Linked DNA regions of Mus musculus: region 1 is linked to region 2. Evidence: chromatin contacts called from public Hi-C data. All regions are on one chromosome and are shown on one strand. Each heading gives the region's core, a stretch centred on a gene start, on an enhancer-like site or on the middle of the called end of the contact. The rest is flanking DNA. Distances are from core to core; before and after follow the strand shown.

Region 1 (5,829 bases), core at 2,063-4,562, 360 kb before region 2:
TTTCAGAGCACTCTATACCTTAGTGTGTGCCTGTTGGGGGTATGGGGAGCTCAGGGGAAGATCTGGAGAGTTCTCTGACACCCTGGCTTAAGAACTGACCAATGCACCTGACACTTAGATTACAAAGGTTTATTTAAAAAAAAATGGTTTGGTTGTTTTGGCTGTCATTGTATTTGGCAAACAATCTCAGTAACCAGAGATTGCCTGTGCTATCTCTCCTCCCCCAGACAGATGCCTTTTTCAGGTCATAGGAAGTCAGCCCTTGCTCACAGGGAAGACCGAGAAGGGGGTGGTGTGCTCCTTTCTTGGTGTGGTTTAGTTGTCTGAGCTCTAAAGCCCTAAGTTCACAGCCACACTCCACAGAAGCCTTCTCAGGAACTGGATCCACAACCTAGCTACAGCCCCTCGCTGAGATGGGAAGGCAAAGGTCTCCCTTTCTCCTCCCCACTCCCCAAGGCCCAGTTGTCTCTCGCCCAGCTCCTGTCTGCCACATCCCACACTGTGCCCTGAAGTCCACCCTGGGACTCTGGAGAGACCACACTGTTGGTCTCTCTGTCTACCCGAGTTCAGAGCTGTCCAGGACGTCAGTGGGTCCAGGTCCAGGAGGCCAGAGGGTCATTGCCTGAAGCCCCTTCTCCTCCTTCGAAAGAGGATATGCTTGAAAGAGCGCCTGAAGTCCTGATTGAAGACAGTGTAGATGACCGGGTTGAGCGAACTGTTGCAGTAGCCGATCCAGAAGAAAAACTTAAAGAGCGGTTCTGGCAACTGGCAGGCCTCACGGCAGATGCCATACAGGCTGTAGCTGAAGAAGAAGGGGAACCAGCACAGTACGAACACGCCCATGACCACCGCCAACACGAAGGTGAAGCGCTTCTCGCGTGCCTGGGCCACCTTGCGGCGGCACACACTGCTGCGCGCCCGGCGCCGACGCGACAGGAAGAACTCGACGGAGCGCGAGCTGGCCCGCGACAGGCGCCCTCCGGGGCCTGGGGACCGAGACGCCGTCCGAGCACCCTGCTCGGCTGCCAGTCCCGGTCCCGGTCCGTCCGCACTGCCCGTGTCCCCCTCAGCACCCTCTCGCCGCCGTCCTCCTCTGCGCAGCGCGCCCCGGCGCCTCCGCCTCTCGGCCGCACTGCTCTCATCCGGCTCCACTTCAGTGCGCGGGGGCGCGCAATGCCCGTTCTCCCCCGCTGCCTTGCCCAGCCCATTCTCTGTGGTCGGGGACGCGCCGTCGGGGCCGGCGGGGCCGCGTTTCTCGCTGAGCGTACGCGTGCGCAGCTTGGCCACGCGGTAGATGCGCGCATAGACCAGGCCCATGATGAGGCAGGGCGCGAAGAAGGAGCCTATGCAGGAGGACAAGATGTACCAGGTCTCATCGTTGAGGCCGCACTGCGGATAGGCGGCGCCGTCGGGCCGGCGGTAGAACGAGACGAGAGGCGGGAAGGAGATGACAGCGGAGATGAGCCACACGGCCACGATGGTGGCCTTGACACGGCGCGGCGTGCGCTTCAGGTTGTACTCTACCGCTTGCGTCACCGACCAGTAGCGGTCCAGACTAATGGCACACAGGTGCACGATGGACGAGGTGCAGAAGAGCACGTCCAGTGCCAGGTATACACCACACCACACTTGCCCGAAGTACCAGTAGGCCATGAGCTCATTGGCCAGAGAAAAGGGCATGACCAGTGTGGCCACCAGGATGTCAGCTGAGGCCAGAGACACCAGGAAGAGGTTCTGCGGGGCGCGCAGTGCTCGGCTGGTCAACACAGCGATCACCACGAGCACATTGCCTACCACGGTGAAAACGATGAGGAAACCCACCACAGCTGCCAACCCCGCCACAGCACCTGCGGAGTACTGGCCCGGCGGTGGCACCCAGTCGGTCCCCGAGGCGTTGGCACCCCCGCCGCTACCCCATTCGCCCGCGTCGCTCCCGTTGGGGCCCTCAGCCGCCGCCGCCGCCAGCGCCGCGGCCAGCGCTGGGGACGCCATGGTCCTCCCGAGAGCTACGCGGTCCTGCCAGGAGCCCGGGCGCAGCCTCGGCAGCTCGGGCGCCCCACAGCCAGGGTCGGCGTCCGCATCGCCGCCTGCTCCTCCGGCGCGCCGGCTGGGGGCCACGAAGCCCCGCAGCCGGCTCTCGGCCGTGGTGGCCCGGCGGGCGGGCGGCGCGCCGGAGAGCGTGGCTGCCGGGCTCCCCGCAGCTGCCGCGCGCGTAAGTGCAGAGCTGGAGGTGCCCAGAGAGCGCGGCGACGCGGCGGTGGGGGGGAATGGGGGTAGGTCCCGGGTCCTCGAGCGGCCCCGCCCTCGGCCTGGGTTCAGTGGGAGCGTCCCGGCCGCCAGCCCACGGAGATGCGGTGTCCAAGCTGGTGCACGCAAGCGGCTCCACGGTCCGGGTGCCCGACTGGGCTGCAGGCTGCAGGCGGCGGCCCGGACACTCTGCTTCCCAACGGGCTGGCTGGGGCTAAGCGAGCCGGGGCGCAGGTTGCCGTTCTTCCGGGTCCCTGCAACTTTACTTTGCGGGGCTGGGCGCCGACACCCGCGGTCCTCCTGCTGCTCCCGAGTGCGGGCGCCCCCCAAGGTCCGCGTTCGGCCGTGCGGGCGCCGCCTCGCCCTCCCCGCTCGCCGGTGCAGCGTCTCCGCCGCCGCGGAGCGCTTGGCGCAAGTGCTGTCGCCCGGGCTCGGCTTCCAACTTGAGTCCAGTAGCGCAGCGGGGAGGGCGCAGCGGGGCGGGGCGGGGCGCCCCGCAGGCCCGAGCCGCGGGCCCGGGGGGAGCGGGCCGGGAGCCGGAGCCCGCGGCCGCCTGGGCGAACCTGCCGGCGGCGCCGGGGAGGAGCCCTAGGCGGCGGCGCAGGGCGCGCACTCGGCGAGGGCGCCCCCTCCAGGGCCAACTGCAGCCTGCGGGGCCCGGCTGAGCGCGGGCTGGCCTGAGCGGTGAGTTCTAGAAGCCTGCTCTTTCTAAGATCGTAGTCTCCACCTCACTCGGTTACAGGCGACGGAGCGCGCGCGGGCGCGCACACCGGCTCGTAAGGGGCTGGCTCGGGGTCCGCGGCCTGATTGGAGAGTGCGCTTGTAGCAGCATGGCAGAGACACTGCTGGTGCGCATCATTCCTTTGGAGCTTAGGGTCCCTGCTCCCCTGCAGAGCCACCTCCTCAGTCAGCCTCAGTTCCCTCCTCTGAGTACCTCTCAGCGCTGCGGGATCGTGAATCATAACCACGGTGTCAGTCGAGGCCCAGATCAAGCTCCCAAGCTCTATACCCATGTTGGCAATTGTTGAAGTTGAATCTTAATGCTGTGTGATCCCGCTTTTCACAGCTGGAGGGGACGCTCCAGACCTGCGCTTTTGACAAACTCAAAACTGACCTGCCCCATGCAGCGTGATTTTGTGGGAGTAGGTTTAAGAGAGGGCGAGCAAATCAAATGTTGGGGAGATCTCGTGTCAGTTTCACAGAGGTTCTGTCACGTGTGGCCTGAGTTGAGTTGAGGCACTGGTCTCTGCCTCCAGGCAGCCCCAGGTCTGCAGGGAGGATGTGGCCAAGAGAATAAATTGGACTTTCCAGACCTAGCGTTTCCCTGCTAGAACTAAAGGAGTACCATTCTCTCCACCAAGGCTGGCCAGGACCTCATTACACAGGTCAGATAGACCGGAAAGGGAGGGGAGTTGGCAATCCACTGGCAGAAGGCCTCATCAGAAAGTCATTCTGAGGACCTTGGAGCCATGACCTGTGGCATCTGGACTTGTCCCTGCTCTGGTGGCTGCTTCTCCCTGCAGTCCTTGAGGATAGTGCAACCTCCTTGTGGGCACTGCAGCCCTAGAGGACCCACAGGACCTACCCTCAGGGCAGGGGTGTCCAACTAGGATTAGGCAGACGACAAACATTTCAGACCATGGGCCTGTCTTGAGTACTGTGCCCGTGCAGGACACACTTCTTGATGCCTGTCCTGGGCACTTTCTAACTCAGGGCTTGCAAAGTGCCATGTGCTGTCACCTGAGAATGTGAACTATGAGGAAGAACCGCCAAGGTTTTTTAACAAGTCCTTCTTACCCAGAGGCCCCAACAAGGGCCACTGATCAAAACAACTTCAGTTGGTTTGTATAGAAGCCCCCAGATGACTCCAACATCAGTATATTGGAGGAAGAGGAGGTCTGGCCTTATGGTGTTTGTGTCTGGATATTCACCCCCACACTGAGTGCCATCAAAGCCCTGGAACTTCCCCACCCCCCATCCCTACCCCCAACCCAGCCTAGAAGCAAAGGAGGAGGTGACAGCATGTATCACCTTTGGATATGGAGGAGTTATTAGGAAAAAGCTTTGTGGACCATGCTCCCTAGGGACTGAGGTAGTCCCCAGTGTGTGGATGGTCCCTAAGACAGAGTGCTCTTTAGGAATGTGGGTACTCCTTCAGATGGGATGCTTCTTTGGTGAGAGTGCCCCCCGAAGAGGCTGGTTTAGTTCTGAGGATGTGGGAGCCTGAGGACGATGAGGGGAAGGGCAAGTGGGCACTGGTCGGGTACTGTTGGAGAGATGGCTTCTCCCCTTGCAGGCAGCATTGTGGACCTGCCTGAGTCAGAGATGCTGTCATATGAGAAGCTGAGGGGACAACAGGTAGTCTAGCCCAAGCCCTGACTGCACACAGCCTCACGTTTCCAAGTGATGCCTGCCTAGGCAAAGGGATGCCCTGGGAGCCCTGCAAGGGAAGCCTGCAAGGGCATCTGCAGGGCTCGCTACTGAGTGACCTAGGCTCTTGGGGATGATGGCTACATGCTGTAGGGATGCTGACCATACCTCCCGGCATAACTGAGAGGAAGCCACTCTGGAGTCAGCAGCCAGAAGTGAGAGTTAAAGAGTCTGCTCATTTGAGGGCAGCTGGTGAGACCCCCTGGGGTGGCAGGAACTTACGAAGAGGCTGAACTAGCCTCTTTGCCCAGAGATAGCCAATTAGCCCCAACAGTCTGCTTCTGGTTGTTCTGTGGCAGGAAACAATGTGTGCCCCTACAGACTGTGTGTTCAAGAGTAGTTGGTGGCAGGCCACACTGGGTGTTTGTACCTACTATGTGAGGGCATTCTGGGAAGGTCCTGGTATATTTCAGAAGGAAATCCATGTGAAGTGAAGCAGCCTGGGTATTCAGAGTGGTGGGTATACTGGTGCCTAGAAGTGCGGGGTTGGTCCAGCCAGGGTTGCATAGTGCCTGGATGTTGGGTCCTAGGCTCTCAATTCCCTGCCAGGCCTCTACCACAGGATCTGGTTGCATGTCTGTGTGAATCCTGGGAGCAGTGCGCATGCTGCAAAGCAGCCGTGACATGGGCTGACGGGAGCTGGGCTCCTTGAATCACCCTGGTGTACTCACAGGTATGCGTGAACACATGCACCTCACTCCCTCATGGGCTCATGCACATGGATATGCTTATTCAAGTGTGCACACACAGACCCATTGCCTGAACACACGGATGTTCATGAAGATGCACTTACATTCACATGTGTGTATACATGTGCACCTGTTCATACATATATGTATGATTATATACCACTTACACACCACTTGCATGTGCATGCCACGTATGTACATTCATCCCTTCAGATACTTTCCAGTGTAGCTGTGTATATACCCAAACACATGCGTATGTGTATCTGCACCTGGAAGATTCCAGTCAAAGGCATGCATGTATACACATATGTGCATGTACACCCACATGAGTTTGCACATAGTCACACACAAGGCAAGCATATATGCACATATAAGCATAAATGTCCACACACATATGTTGTTTGTGCAACCACTCACATCTTGATTCAGAAGTGAGCAGAGCCATCAAGTGTGAATTTAAGCT
Region 2 (5,899 bases), core at 849-3,348:
GCCCAGACGACACACACCCGCCCTGCCTCAGAGCACAGAGTGCCGAAGAGTGGAGCAACCTTGCCCGGACCCTCTCGAGACCGTCCCACGTGCTCACCTGTACTGGAAGGTCATGTTGGTGATTTTGATCTTGATCTCCTCGCCTAGCCGTCGCTCCCCAGTCATCTCAAAGAGCTTGCTGGCCATCTTCTCGTACACCTTGGCATTGCGCTTGGTCTGCTTGAGCTCATCAAAGAACTCCTCCCAGACCAGCATGAGGCCGCGCATCTCTGCATCTGTCCAGTTGCGGGCCCTCCGATGCTTCTCCGTCTGAGGAGACACAAGGTAGCCAGGCACTTCGGCTGCTGCCATGTTGGAGGCACCTGCAGGGTTAAGGATGGCACTCAGGCAGGGCCTCAGGCCTGGCCAGCGCACCATGGGCGAGAGGCAGTGCGCTTGTTCACTCGCTTGCTCGAGGCAGCTCCACGCTCAAAATGGGGCCTACATCTGACAGGCAGGAATTTAGTTAAAAGCTTTTAAACGGGAAACGTCATTTTGATGTCATGTTTCCATAGCAACAGAGCAACTGCATAAGCTACAACAACAGAAACCTTTTAACTGAAAGCACAGGAATCAGGGCCGCACTAACGGGCCATCAATATTGCAGTGAGAGGCTGTACCCAAGCCCACTGTGGCTCCCAGCCCTCCTCCCACCCTGCTGGCCCTCTAGGCCCCAGAAGAGACTTGCTTTCACTGTGCCTGACAGGCTCCTACATGGGCATCTAGGCAGTAGTCCCTACCTCAGCCCCACCTGATTTATATAGGTTAGAGTCCAGGGAGGCCCAAGATGGGCAAGTAGTATGCTGAGACATAAGGTGCAGGGTTACAAAGGAGGTGGAGGCCCTGATACTGCCTTGATGGCTGTTCGTGTGGTGAGGTCCTTGCTGAGAGGTCACCCTCTTCTCAGAGGCCTGCCAAGCTTTACTGAAGCCGGTCCTCATAGGGCCCAGCCTTCTCCCCATTGACTCTGCTTCTCTTGTTTAACTAATGCAACCCCCTGGGTGTCAGGTTGTGTGGGTGCTGGGAAGCCAGGCAAGTCAGAGCTAGACCTTGCCTAGCCATGCCGGCCTGAAGGACACAGATGTTGACCTTCAACATGGGGAGAAGCATAAGCACAGCCCTGACGGAAGGGGCAAACCGAGCTGAGCTGAGGAGGCCCCTCAGCTGAGGAAAAGTGGCTGCAGTCAGAGGGTAACTTCAATGTCCTGAGCAGGGCTAGTCCTCAAGAGACACAGCAGTGTTGGGGTGGGGACAGGCAAAACATCAAGAGGAAGGGTTAATATGCCCACAGGGCTAGGCAGGGACCTCAGGCTGAGGAGGCAGCAGAGCAAGAATGTAGAATGTGGAATCCGCAGAGGGGAAAGTTACCACAGGGCATCAATAGCTAACATCTGGAAGGCAAGTCACAAATGAGACTACATGGACCTAAGACCCTCATGCTAGGCTGGCTGTTGTGGACACACAGTCTAGTCTGATCCTAGACTCTCTGGGCCCAGTACTCTATTGGTAGTCATGCCTGGTCTCCAAACAACTAGTTAAAACTCTCTGGTCAGCAGAACAACAGTGGTCTTTGTTGGCTTTCCCCCTGCCTGATCAAAGATAGGAAGAACTTAGACTGGAGAAAGCAATGTCTCTGGGCTTCCTGTGTCCACTGTAAGGAGCATAGTCAGTAACTTACTGGGTAGGGGGAGTGACCTGAGTTTCAATCCAAAATTAGAAATGAAAAGGAGGCAGAGGGTTGCCCCTGGAGGTCTTGCTGTCATTTCATAGGTTCAGGTGAATGTCAGGCTTCCTCTCTGAACCTTGGGAGTCATTTTGGGACTTCCTACTGCTGAGCTAGCAGACAGATACCCACGATTGTTCCATTTCTCCTAAAAGAGTACCCAGAAGGTCTGCAAAAACTCCTCTTCCTGCCAAAGTCAGATAGATACTGAGCATGCCAGGCATACTACTGGCCTGCTGGTTCATTGCTGCCCCCTAGTGCTGAGCATGGAACCTGGGTCTGGTTCTCAGAGCTCAGTGCCTAGAAATTACCTCCTTCCTCCAGGAAGGACCCCCTGTTCTTTAGGCTCAGAAGATTGATCCTTGAGGAGCAAGGAACTAGGAACCTGCCCTACTGCCTCCACAGACAGCATCTCCAGCTAACAAGGAAAGACAAGACAAGCACAACCTGGGGCCTAAAAACTCAGTATGTATATACTAGGCTGGCCCTGTCTCTGCCTCCCGAGTACTGGAATTAAAAGTGTATTGTCACTATGCTTAGCTTCAAGCTGCTAGCTTTTAAACCTAGCTCTGTGTGACCTTAGCAATGGATTCCAGCCTCAGTGTCCTCATCTCTAAAATAACAAGAGCCGGCTAAATGACTATAAATGACTTAGCAAAATGTTGGCCTAAGGGATATGGGGAGATCCTAGGTCCTCATCCGCCATCTCTTAGTCCTTTCTACAAATTTCCTTAGAGTGTCTGGAGTGTTCAAAGCCAGACCAGTGGCTATCTGTTGGCTAATGGATATCACTGCCATTACTCAAGGTCCTATAGTTAGATGGCTGAAGAGGAAAGATCTATAACAGCTGCTTGCCCAAGTTCCAGGATATAGAAGGCACCAGAGCCAGCCTGGCAGGAGCTACTCCATACCAACATAACACTTTGGTTGACACCTAGATGGGGGTAAGATGGGCTCCCACCTCCTCTTCTCAGGCATGTGGGCATCAGCAGTCCCAGGTACAAAGTGGCCTTTGTGGAGGCACCTCCTAGAGCAGAGTCCTTGCCTGGCTTCCATGGACAAGAATGAACAGGTGTTTGTCCAAGCCTCAGCTGCCCCTACCTAGGGTGGGACATTTCCTATTTCTATTCAGGGTAGAGTTCCATACCTTGACACAGCTGCATGGCCTGCTAGGACCCTCAGTTGTCACAGGATGAGAAGGCAGGAGGCTGAGGACTAGGTCCCCAGTAGAACCTGAAGGGAAAGGGGGCAGGTCAGCTTTAGAAAGTATCTCTTAAGAGAGGCCAGGCACTCTGAATGGGGTCAAGACTGGTTCTGTTGTGAGCTGGCGAAACCTACTTAGGCTCCCTGGGTTTGGTTTCCCCTCTACATAATGAGTGTGGGGCAAATCTGAAACTTGTATTTATGGAACCTGTTCAGGATGCAAGAAACCAGGCCTGACTAGGGTGATAGCAGCCAAGCTCAGCCTATATTGATAGAAGCCAGAGTAGAAAATGACCAGTTTTAGTGGGATGCCAGGTAACTTTTGAGAGAACTGAGCCTGTACTGGTGGGAGAAATTTAGGGGTTGAAGACTTGACAAAGGCCTGGAAGTGTATGAAATGTGTGTACATGTGACAGTGGCTAAGTACAGCCTTGACTAAGGTAGTAGGACATGGGTCTAGGAAGCTTTGGAGCACTAAGGCGTTTGAACTGCTCTGGGTGGTTAGTGAGGCACAGCTTATCTCTGTGGTGGGTAGTGAGAGGGATTATGACCTACCTTAGAATTGGATTGTCACAGCAATTCCTGGGGCCTTACAACCTAGCCTGGGATAGAGGCCTGGGCAGCTAGGTAGTTTAGCTTGCACGTTAGACGTTGCTATCACACGTCAATAAGGAGTCCAGACTCTTAACCTTTGACACTCTGCCTTTGTGGCCAGCTCTTCCCACCCCAGCTATGTCCCAAATGTCCACCCTGAGCTTGAAGTGAAGCAGGCATCTCTTTCAGGACCACAACATGGAGGAAGATGAGACTCAGGCTTTCAGGGCTAAGGATGTGTGTGGATCCCAGGAAGGTCTCAGTGATTCTCAAGTACCTGGGTCCACCTCTGCTCATGAGCCTTCCCTGGGCTACCCAAGTAGGTCTTCTTGATTTGGCTGAGCTTTGCCACCTTGTATGGAGGTGAGGCTCACATCCTAGGAAGCCTGGATATAACTCCAGGAAACTTGGACCCTGTCCACTCAATATGTGGACACATATGGCCACAAATGGCACACATACCATGACTACCCATCCCCGTATTCAACACAATCAGGCTGCTTCTTCAAGCTCCTTCAGAATGCTTTTTGGAAAAACTGGAGACAAACACCACAATGAGGCTGAGGGGTACCTCAAGTCATGTGCTCCTACATTCCCCAGGCAGGAGGGCTGGACTTGCTATGGTGAGGGCTTGCGTTCTGCTTTAGTGGCTAGAAGGAATAATGTGCTGCCAATACCCCAGGGAGGCTTACCTTATCCTTTCTGGAATACCACCCATGCCTGTTAGGTCAAAGGTCTGGCTATCCACCAGGAGGGCAGGGGTACTTCATTTTCCTGAAGTGAGCAAAACTCAAGTGTTGATGAAGATCTTTTTGTTTTTGTTTTTGTAGACAGGGTTTCTCTGTATAGCCCTGGCTGTCCTGGAACTCACATTGTAGACCAGGCTGGCCTCAAACTCAGAAATCCCTCCCAAGTGATGGGATTAAAGGTGTGTGCCACCATGCCCGGCGTTGATGAAGACCTTAAGGGCAATATCACCGTAGTCCTAGAGAGGACTGCTGAGGTAGATTCAGGGAGTTGAAGCAATAACATCCATGCTGCCATCAAATGCTTGAGTTACTGGGCAAAGACCTAAACATGGTGGGGCACCTACCAGGCCCTTCCTGCCAAAGGTTCATTATCTTGTACAGAGAACAGACCCTGTGCCATGTCCTAGAAGGGATAGTGGCATGCACTGGGCTCTATAAGACTCCCAAGAGTTATCCTGGCACTAACGTCAGGGTCTGGTGGGTTGAAGGATCAGGTAGACAACTCCTGCCTCACAACTGAAACTTGACAGGCCTTTAGAAAGTGTTCCCCAAACAGCCTTGTTCCTGCAGGTTGGTGGATGAAGTACCTGCATTTCAGGTTTAGCCCAGATACTAAAGAAGGGACCTGGTAAGACAGGCAATGTCATAGACAACCTAAAAGAAGTTGTAACCTACAAAGGACAGGGTAGGTGTTGCAGACACAGCAGGACAAAGGTGGTAAGACCAGTCATGTTGAAGGGCAGAAGAGGATCCATGTGGATCAGGAGCATGTCCAGAAAGGCAGAAGGGCTGGTGGAGAGCATGCAAAGACTCCAAGGACTACTAACTGTGTCCTGTGTGAGGACAGAGCCTCACCACCCCTCTAGAACCCTGGAGCAATGTGTGGAAGCTGAAACAATACCTAGGATCTCACACGACAGGCTTAAAATGCCAATAACTATGAGAACTTGGCACACCATATCTCCCAGACAGGGAGACCACTTCAATAGGGTCTGCGAATACTCCTAGGCCTGGTCCCAATTCCAGGCACACAGTCTCATTCTATACCTAGTATTGCCTGATCTTTACAGTGTCAAGATGGCTGCTGGTAGTATCCTTGCCCCACTGGAGATAAGCAGGATGCTCTCCTCAAATGCTAGAAAGGAGGTTTTATAAGTAAAGCAAGCCTCAAACAGCAACAACAGGTGGTTTAATCGCTTCTTTAATTCAACTGTACAATATCTGCAATTTAAAAATTTTAAATATACATTTCATGTCAGTCCTTCCTTTTGGAAATGGACAGCCAGGTCTAGGCTGGGCTCCGGGGCACACCCATCACAGCCCTCCTAGTTCCCAGTGAAGCCCATGGCATACAGCAGCAAGGCTTGGACAGGAGCCCCCTAGAATGCAGCCAAATCTCTGCAGATAGGTCTCTGCCACCTATTATCTTACACCCAGCTTGCGGCAGAGGGTGTTTCCAGAGACACTTGAGGGGAGCAGTTCCTTCGATGGCTCTAGAGTGTGACAAGCACACATGGAGGGTGGCCCTGAACCTTGATATCATCTTTAGTTGTCACACTGCTCAGCATTGGTTCTTCTTTCCTGGAGGCTC

Evidence for each region. A called contact is a pair of places that touch in the nucleus more often than the background predicts.
Region 1: a Hi-C map of cerebellum shows a contact between it and region 2, with 1.6 times the contacts expected there. The contact joins the promoter of Adra2c here to the promoter of Msantd1 in region 2. A contact is called at or near these places in 2 of 39 promoter capture datasets (embryonic stem cells and hippocampal neurons) and 2 of 484 Hi-C or Micro-C datasets (B cells and cerebellum).

The regions. Positions count from the first base shown.
Region 1 is chr5:35,276,049-35,281,877 of GRCm38.p6, reverse strand. It overlaps Adra2c (adrenergic receptor, alpha 2c), which reads right to left and starts at 3,312. Exons shown (of 1, transcript NM_007418.3): 1 at 115-3,312. The coding sequence starts at 1,992. The coding sequence ends at 616.
Region 2 is chr5:34,912,114-34,918,012 of GRCm38.p6, reverse strand. Msantd1 (Myb/SANT-like DNA-binding domain containing 1) reads right to left here and starts at 2,098. Exons shown (of 3, transcript NM_207277.1): 1 at 98-2,098. The coding sequence starts at 417. Htt (huntingtin) reads right to left here. Exons shown (of 67, transcript NM_010414.3): 67 at 5,479-5,899.